Linked DNA regions of Sminthopsis crassicaudata: region 2 is linked to region 1. Evidence: chromatin contacts called from public Hi-C data. All regions are on one chromosome and are shown on one strand. The core of a region is the stretch at or near the end of the contact, and the rest is flanking DNA. Distances in the headings are between cores, read along the strand shown. Region 1 holds the start of ANKRD63 (ankyrin repeat domain 63). Region 2 holds the start of IVD (isovaleryl-CoA dehydrogenase).

What was found. A called contact is a pair of places that touch in the nucleus more often than the background predicts.
Region 2: a Hi-C map of hippocampus shows a contact between it and region 1, with 4 times the contacts expected there. The contact joins the promoter of IVD here to the promoter of ANKRD63 in region 1. A contact is called at or near these places in 2 of 2 Hi-C or Micro-C datasets (fibroblasts and hippocampus).

Annotation. Positions count from the first base shown.
Region 1 is chr2:270,125,188-270,129,973 of ASM4859323v1, forward strand. It overlaps ANKRD63 (ankyrin repeat domain 63), which reads right to left and starts at 2,022. Exons shown (of 1, transcript XM_074289260.1): 1 at 1-2,022. The coding sequence starts at 1,359. The coding sequence ends at 202.
Region 2 is chr2:270,288,797-270,293,475 of ASM4859323v1, forward strand. IVD (isovaleryl-CoA dehydrogenase) reads left to right here and starts at 1,651. Exons shown (of 12, transcript XM_074289287.1): 1 at 1,651-3,960. The coding sequence starts at 3,778.

The sequences.
Region 1 (4,786 bases), core at 772-3,271:
GGACTTAGAGGCCATGGCCTCTCTGGTGGAGAAGCAGACCCGGGAGTTACAGGAAATTTGCATGGCCCTATAAGGAGGAGAGCAACTCTGGCCCTTGCAGAGGTGAGAGGATCAACAGGGGAAAGGAACCGGGTTGTTTTATGGATCCAGCACAGGAGAATTTGGGTTTGGGGAATCTTGGTGAAGCGCCCTGGGGCCTCTTCACCGCTGGGCTTGCAAGACCACTGCGTCTGCCTCGGTGCCCCCTTGCCAAGGGGTCTGCTGGCCAGGCAGAGTGAGGGGCAGCGAGTCAAGCTCCTGCTCCAGCCCACTGTCTGACCCTAGCGCCTCCCCCACTAGGCTGGGGATGTCCGGCGCAGTAGAACGGCGACGCAGCCCGAGACGGCCTCTGCCAGGCCCGCCCTCGGGATGGGGAGTAAGCCCTCCAGGAGCCTTGATTAGGGCCAGAGCCTTGCCTTCCAATAGCTCCTGAGAGCGCCACCTCCCTGTGCCCGAGGCCTGAGGGGAATTGGGACGGGGTAGCTGCGCAGCCGCCCGGACCCGCGCAGCCTCCTCCTCGGTCACTGAGCCTAGAGCCAAGCTCATGCTGCGGCCAAATTCGGGCCGCTCGTTGCCAAACGATCTCTGCCGGCCCGAGCCTTTGCCCCCGGGGCCTGTTTCACCCCCATGGCCTCCAGCCGCCCGGGCGAAGCGGGCCAGAAGAGGCCGTGGAAGGCGGCGAGGGCTAGGCCGGCGACGCTCGGGGCTGGGCGCAGCACTGGGCCGGCCTGGGGGACTGTCCGACGTAGAGCCCCGGGCGCGGGCGGCCGCCGCAGCGGCAGCACGACCCCAGGGCCCGGTGAGCGCTTGGACACAAGGCCCATGGCCTCTGGCGGCCGCGAGCTGCAAAGCTGTGAGGCCCGCGCGGTTAGTGCGGTCGAGGCGCAAACCAAGGCGGCGGAAAGAGCGCACCAGGAATTCGAGCACAGCGCCGTGGCCACACGCGGCGGCCCACATCACTGGGCTATTACCCGCCGAATCGGCCGCCTCTGGGTCGCCGCTGTACTGCACCAGCAGCTGCACCGCGTCCAGGTGACCCCGCTCGCAGGCCAGGCTCAGCGCCGTGCGGCCCCTCTCGTCTCGCAGGTTCACGGCCGCGCCCTGTTCCAGCAACAACCGAACGAAGCGGGATCTGAGCGTGGGGTCCGGCAACCCTACAGCCACCATGAGCGGCGTACGTCCCTGCTCCGCCCGACAATCAATGATGCTACGGTCCAAGGCGTCCAGGACAAAACGCGCCAGGTGCACCTTGCCAGCTTGCATCGCCTCCAAAAAAGTACGAGTGCCCGCCCGAGGGCACAGATCCTTTGGCTTCAACATACCCTCGGTCCCTTGCTTGGCCTTGGCGCTTGAGGGAGGTGGGTTCCGAGCCCCGGAGCTACTCCGGAGTCTCACTCAGAACTGTTCAAGGTACCGCTGGGCCTCGGGCCTGCTGCTGGTGCTCCACGCGTGGGCGGGCTTGGCCCAGAGCTGGTGCTCCTGCGTTTGGGACTTGCCAATCAGATGCCCAAGGACTCCTGTCGCAGGTCCTGGGTTTCCCACAAAGCCGAAGATTTTTTCTGGAGTTCCTGTTGCTTGTTTTTCTGTTTGTGAGGGGGGAATCCCTTGCTCCTCACTGGTCTCGGACTCCTTGTCTACGCTCTCTACTTCTCTGGCTCCCGGACTTCACGCGTGGATATTTCTGCTTCACGCTGCTCTCACAGCCAATACCTGGCTGTCCACTAGAAGGTAACCACAGGTCCCGGGCTCCCCTATTTGGGATTCCCCGCTACTTTTCCTGTCCCCAGGTGTTTCCCAATCCCATACCTGGGGCCCTCTCGCAGCTATTCAGGTGATCGCGTCTACCGTTTCAGCCTCTCTAGCTTCCCTGCTGAAACAACGGAGGAGGCAATGGGATCTCTTCCAAAGCTGGTGGGGAGCGCTGCTCCTCAGGCTGTGGCGCCGCCGCTGCTCTTCCTCCCACTCGTGGGGAGGTGGAGGGGGGTGGAGAGGGAAGCCGCACTGGGGCGCCAGTTACTTAGGGGATTAATTGGCTCAAGAGCAGTCGAAGTCACCCGCCAGGAATCCGGGTTTCACAGTCTCGGGGGTAAGGGTAGAGTCGGACTCTCCATCGTCAAGTCTCCTCTGGAACTCAAGGAGGGTTCCAGGACGGGGGAGCGGCGCCCAGCGCCCCACTGGGGGATCAGAGCCGAGGATCGACTCCTCCTATCTCTCCGCCGGGGCTGAGACGGCGGCTGTGAAACCGGGGGCGGGGGGCGGGTGCAGCTCGTGGGGGGCCACTGGTACTGAGCAGCTCCAATCCCAGATTCCAGTCTCATCCCCTCTGCCTGCACTGCACGGCGCCTGAGTCCCACCTCCTCACGCTCCTTGCCTGCCCCCTCCGAGGGCCTGGGGGTGGGGAGGGGTACAACTCAGACACCTCAAGCGGCAAGATCCATCCTCCAGACTGAGAAGAGCAGGGGAGCGCCACCCAACACCCCTGTATTAGGAAGACTAGGAGAGTGACCCGTCTGTCGGCAACTGAGTCACCAAAGGAGAAGTCATTTCTCTAGGATTGGGTTCGTTGTAACAGGTCAGAGTTAGAACTGAAAAGAGCTGAGAGACTTGGAGCTGTTCGGGGAGGGGCTGGGGGAGGGTATAGTTGAGAAAAAGAATAAAGGTGTAATGTTCAGTGCGCTTGCCGAGCGCTCCGCCAGAGTCGTCGACTGACATCTCCACACTCGCATATACTCACAAGCTCCTCAGTACACGAAAACTAACACTCATGAACACATACGGTTTTCTTCGGCACACGCTGAAGGGCGAGCGCATGTACATGTACATACACACACACACACACACACACACACACACACACACACACACACACACACACAAACGGCTGAATTCTACAGCCTTCAACACCTTCAGCCTGAACACCCCCAGCCCTCCCCCGCACAGACTCTCTTCAGGCTGCAGGAGGAGACAAGCCTCCTCTTTCTTTGAGCACATTAGCTGCTCTAGGTTTCTCCCAAGCTTCTGGGTTCCTGCATTTTAATCTCTGCTTTTCACATTATGTAGAAAAAGGGTCTTGGAGGGTAAGGAAGCAGGACAGCATCCACAGGTGATTCGGTCAAGGAAAATACATCCAGAATTACCGGTTTCCGTCCCCCTCTCACACCTTTCTCCCGACTGAACGGAAAAACAGTCCTTCTCCAAGCTCAAATAGCTTCTTGAATCTTCTCTCCCCCCCCCCCCAGCCCCAACCTTGGTCTGGGAAAGAGGCTGCTAAAGGAACAGGGAAGGGAGGGAGATGGGAGTGAGGCAAGGAAATGGAGGATGCAATAGAGACATTAAGCACTGTTTTCTTCTATAAAGACCACTAACCTTTCAGAACCTCACTCTCTGACCCCAAACCTTCTCCCAGAACACACTTCCTTCCCCTCAGGAAAACTGGAAAAGGGAAAGTGTAAAACACAACTATCTCACTCTCAAACAAGGTTTGGTCCAGTTGGGAAGACTTGGCAGCCTTCAGAAGGATGGGGTACTGTGAATTCAAAAGTGACAAAGGATAAGGTCCCTGACTCCTGAGAGATTATTATCTAATAGGGGGATATCTGTAGGCAACTAGGTGGAAAAGTGGGGGTCCGGAGTCAGGAAAATCCTGATCTCACACTAGTCTCACACACTTACTAGCTGTGCAACTCTAGGCAAGTCACTGAATCTTGTTTGCCTCAGTTTCCTCACCTTAAAATGAGCTAGAAAAGAAAATGGTAACTCATTCCAATATCTTGTGACCCCAAAAAGGGGTCACAAAGGATGGGACATAACTGAACTATTTGAACAACAATGAGGGGGATAACTATACAAATAAGCATAGAGGTATAGAGAGGTAAAAGACAGGTCCTTATCTGTCCTCAGGGAACTTATGGCTTAGGTGAGGAGATAAGGCACATAGAGGGACAAAGGGGGCTAATAATCCAAGTATCAAGTGAGAGGATAGGTGTTAATAGGGGCTAAGGGAAAGAAAAAATACTGGTGGGCACAGGTGGTGGGGAAAGTCTAAAAGAGGTTGGAATCCAAACTACATAGGGTCTTAAAGGGTAAAAGATTTGGATAGGTGGAAAACAGTAGGGAAAAAAACATTGACTCAGGAATCAGAAGATGGCAATTCAAACCACCTGCCTGTGTTGAGACATTGGACAAGACACAGCCTCATTGGCCTTTTTCCTCATCTGAAAATAAAAGGGTTGTTCTAGATGGCCTTCATTCTCTTTCACTTTTTATATTATATGACCCTATGAAAGCTTTCCAGACAAATGGAGTAGCCAGAGTGATAAAACTCAAAGCATCTTCTTGTTGCTGTTCAGTTGGGTCCAATTCTTCATGAGCCTGTGGGCCAAGCTGTCTATGGTTTTCTTGGCAAAGATACTGGAATGGTTTGCCATTTTCTTCTTCAGTAGATTGCGGCAACAGAGGCAAACAGCCCAGAATCACAGCTAGTCACAGGTTGTATTTGAACTTCAGGCCCAGAACTCTATCCACTGAGCCATCTAGTTGCCTGAGGCATCTTAAGATGGCAATAATAAAACCAGTTAAGACTGTGGTTTGGACTTAAAGAAAATATGTGATAAAATGGGAGCTCAAAGGATATTATGTTTCTAAGTTTCTGTTTTTTCATATAGAATTTCAGTATTACAATCATCAAACATTTAGAAATCCCACAACATAAAGAAATGCTCCCCAACCCTTCTATTTTGTCAGAAGG
Region 2 (4,679 bases), core at 401-2,900, 160 kb after region 1:
AAGCAGAATAGCATGACTAGAACATGGGTGCTTGGTCTTGTACTGAGTTTGTCTGGAGAGTATCTGAGCTCAGAACATACTTGTGTGATTTTGCCAGAGGAGGTCATCCAGAGGGTGGTCAGCACAGAAGATTGTTAATGTCAAGCTCAGTGTTTGCTTATTGGGCCTTAACTCTAGAAAACTGAGGATCTCCCAATACCTTACATTTAAAGGGACCCCACAGTCAGCAGCCCTATCCAACCCCTCCTTTGTGGTAGTTTTTTAAAAAATATTTTTAAAAATTTGTTTTTATTACTTTTTTTTCTAACATTACTTTCTATGTAAATTTTAAGTACCAAATTCTCTTCTTCCCATACTTTCCACATGTTTAAGCAAGTTAAATGATGGCAATTAGTTATACATGTGTAATCATTTTTCCATATTAGGAGTATCACCTTTCCCCCCCTCCCAAAAAAAGAAAATTATTCTTAAATATGCACTCAGTTTATAGCACTTTAAAAATAATAGCTTTTTATTTTTCAAAATACATGCAAAGATAGTTTTCAACATTCGTCCTTGCAAAACTTGTTCCAAATTTTTCTCTCCCTTACCTCTCCCCTCTCCTAGACAGCAAGTAACCCAACATAGGTTTAACATGTGCTTTTCTTCTAAATATATTTCCATATTTATCATGTTGAAAAATAAGATCAAAAAGAAAAAAAATAGGAAAAAAAGCAAGCAGACAACAAAAAAGATGAAAATACTATGTTGTGATCCATATTCAGTTCTCATAGTCCTCTCTCTGGATGTCAATTACTCCCTCCATTACAAATCTATTGGAATTGGCCTGAATCACTTTAGTGTTGAAGACAATGGTTGGACTAGATCACATAATCCTTTGGGGCAGCTGAGTGGTACAGTGGATGGAGTGCTGGGTCTGAAGTCAGGAAGATCAATCTTCCCAAATTCAGATCTGACCTTCTGGCCACTTAACCCTGTTTGCCTCAGTTTCCTCATCTGTAAAATGAGTTGGAGAAAGAAATGGCAAATCATTCCAGTATCTTCACCAAGAAAAACAAATAGGGTCACAGAGTTGGACAAGACTGAAACTACTAAATAACTTATCCTTTGACCATTTAGCAATTGGGAAATAGCTGTTACATTTGTAAAATTAACTCGGTTCCCTATATATTTGAGAAATTAGATCTTTATCAGACAAAAACATTTGTAATTTTACAAAAATGCTGTAAAAAATTTAGATCATTCTATTGCCTATGATATTTTTTAGCATAATGTAGTTATTAATTCTTTTTTTCTATTTCATTAAATGTACATTTTCCCTCAAGAATTATATATGGTTTCTCTGTGCAGATTATTTTTGGTTATAATCCTAGGCCTTTTGGTTTTTGGAATATCCCTTCAATATTCCAAACCCTTCACTGCTTTAACATGGAAGCTGCTAAAATCTTGTCTGATCCTAACTGTGCCTCTAGGTTATTTTAATTGTTTCTTTTTGAGTGCTTGCAATATTTTCTTCTTGACCTGGGAGCTCAGAAATTTGGTTATAATATTCCTGAGAGTTGTCATTTTGCGATCTCTTTGTAGATTCTTTCAATTTCTACTTTATCCTGTGGATCTAAGACATCAGGAAAGTTTCCCTTTATATTTTCTTTAAATACAATATCTAGACTCTTTCTTGATCATCACTTTCAAGTGGTTCAATAATTCCTTAATTATCTTTCTCTTCTCAATCTATTTTCCAGATCAATTGTTTTTCAAATGAGAGTTTTCACATTTTCTTCTGTATTTTCATTTTTTTTTTACTTCATTATTTCTTGCTGCCTTGTGGATTCAAGTTTTCCTTTGTCCAATTCTAATTTTTAAGGAGTTATTTTTTTCAATGAATCTTGTCTCTCTTTTTCTATTTGGCCAATTCTGTTTTTTAAGGAGTTCTTTTCTTTAGTGAATTTTTATGCTTCTTTTACCAATTAGCCAATTTTGTTTTAGAAGGTGTTATTTTCTTCAGTATTTCTTTTGTGTCTCTCTTATTAGCTTTTAACTCTCTTTTCATTATTTTCTTGCATCCCTTATTTCTTTTGCTAATTTTTCCCCTTAGAAATTTTATTCTCTTCAACCTTTTCCCGGAATAATTCTTGAGCTTGTGTCCAATTAGATTTTTCTTTGAGCTTTCATTTATGGCTTCTTCTGAGTTACATCTTCCCTGACACCATAGTGACTTTTTGTGGCAAAGTTCTTTTTTTGTTGTTCTGTGCTCATTTTTTTTCAACCTATTTTTTGACTTTGAACTTAAAGGACGAGAAGGTTCTGTGCCAAGTTTCAGGCTTTTTTAACTCTGCAGTTTTCCGTGGACTTCTGGGTTGGGGAGGTGGGTCAGCAAGTTTTCCCTTCTTCCAAGCTGGTGGGATCCAGGGAGAAGAAGAGTGCTCTTCTGCACTCTCACCTTTACCCAAGAAGGGCTCCTAATCCCCCGCAGCTGCAAACGCTAGCGCACTCCTGATCCTGGTGCTGGACTGCAGCCATAAGCTCTAATACTTGTCAGCTCGCTGTTGTCTCTTACTCAACTCTAAAACCTTTTGGCCTTAAACATATATGTTCTTGGAAATTTCTCAACTGATTGTGCTGAGAGGAGAGGGAAGCAGTGATTTAAGTCCGGGTACTCTAATCTCCTTGACAAACAAAAGGGAACTTTGTCATTTTAAAGCCTGTCACTGAACAATGGGCAGCAATCCGCGTGGCCCCGCACCTGCCCGAGTGTAGCCTCCCAGGAAAGCAGGTTGGCGATGTCTCTTCTGCCCACGAAACCAGCAGCGCTACGGGTTAGGCCCTGGTTTACGTTTTGCCCATCACCACCACTATGGGTGAAGTGCCAGGCCCAGATCAGGAGAATCTCATTTCAAATCAGGCCTACACACTACGTGTATCACCTTGGACAAGTCGTTTAACCTCAGTCTAACTCCATTTACTCGCCTGTGGTGGAGAAAAATATAACACCTCCCTCCCAAAGTTGTTGGGAGGAGACACTGAGGTAACATCTGAAAAAAAAAAAAAGGCACTTAGTACAGTGCCTGGCACCTGGTAGGCGCTACCGAAATGCGATTGTTATTTCAAATAAGAGGGCAGCTAGGGGGCGCAGTGGTTAGCGCACCAGTCCGAGATCTGGAGAACTGGGGACTAATCTGCTCTCGGACTCTTAACGTTCCCGGCTGTGTAACCCAGGCAAGTCTCGTAACCCCGATTGTCTCAGCAAAATACAAAACAAAAACAAATAACTGTAACCTTAGACTGATAGAGTCCTCCTCCGTCCCCTTACACAACCATTTCAGGCTGTCATTGTTTTCTTGCTTTCAACCATCTTATTTACGCGTTGTAAAAAGAATGGGGCAAGAGACTGAGATTCTCCGACTGACGCCTTCGCCGCCGCCCCCACCGCCTCCCCCGCGTCCAAAGGGCGTGCGCGGCAGTGCTGCAGGCTGGAGCAGTTTGCCAGGGAATTGCTCTTATTTTCTTTTAGTGACGAAGGGCAGGACAGTCTCAAGAAGCGCTAATCATTCCCCTTAGTAATGGCTATTCCGAGATGTGGGCGCCGCCGCCTGCCGCGGTCACCCGGCGCTTCGCGGGGAGGGGGCCCACTTCCCAGGACACTGATTGGCTCGAAGGAAACTCGGGCTGGGGGGAGAGTCATTCGGAGGGCCTGAGCACTCATAGGCTGCTGGGGCCCCACCCCCTCACCGATTGGGCAGAGGCAGAGGCGCTCGGGGATTGGTGAAGTTGCTGGGGATGGCCCGGGCCAAAAGCGTAAGCCGGCGATTGGGAGCAGAGATGGCGCCCGCATCCTGGCTGGTTTGTGCCCGCCCGCCTTGGGGGAAACTGCGGCTGCCCGCGCTCTTCGCCTCACGGAGGGGCTATTCGACGATGCCTGTGGATGACACGATAAACGGGCTGAGTGAAGAGCAAAAACAGGTAGCAAAAGTGTCCCCGGCCCTAGCTGTTGGGGGCCGTGCGAGCGGCAGCTAGACTGCGCTGTCTCCTGGCTCCCCCGATCTGCCCAGCGAGGCTCGGGCTTCCCGGGCCCGGCCCAGCTTCTCCAGTTCCAGGAGGCCCGAGGCTGACAGACGAGCCCGGCCCCCGCCTCCTCTAGTTGGAGCGGGAGCTGGGATTGCTGCGCCGCGTGCCTGGGGGCCTCACCCGAGAAGAGCGGCTCCCGCAGTCTCCGGCCCGTGTGGGCTGCGCCGCCAGGTCGGCGGCCCGAGCCAGAGCTGGGAGCTTCCTAGGGCGCTGTAGGCGGGCCCTGGCAAGGCTCGGGGACTCTAGAGAGACTCCCGGGGCGCTGTTCCGCCACTCGCAGTCCGGGCCAGCTTTCGCCTTTCCTTTTTAGATTAACGTTTAACATTGTTAAAAGGCATTCTGGTAAAGACTGTCCCAGGGCGTTCTCAGGGGATATGGACACAGGAAGCACAGACCGTTCCAGAGAATCAGGCTGCTGGTGATGCTCCCGGTCACTATGCACTAAGCTTGGGTCACGCTTTTCCTTATGTAGCGCCTGCTTCTGTAAGCCACCTCTTCCCTGTGGCGTTGTAAGGCCCCCCACTGTGAACTGAGTTTCCGTGATGGCTGACAGCGAATTTAATCGAGACTGAGAACTGAGAGACCTCCGGGTCTAACGGACACGTGGGTAGCGC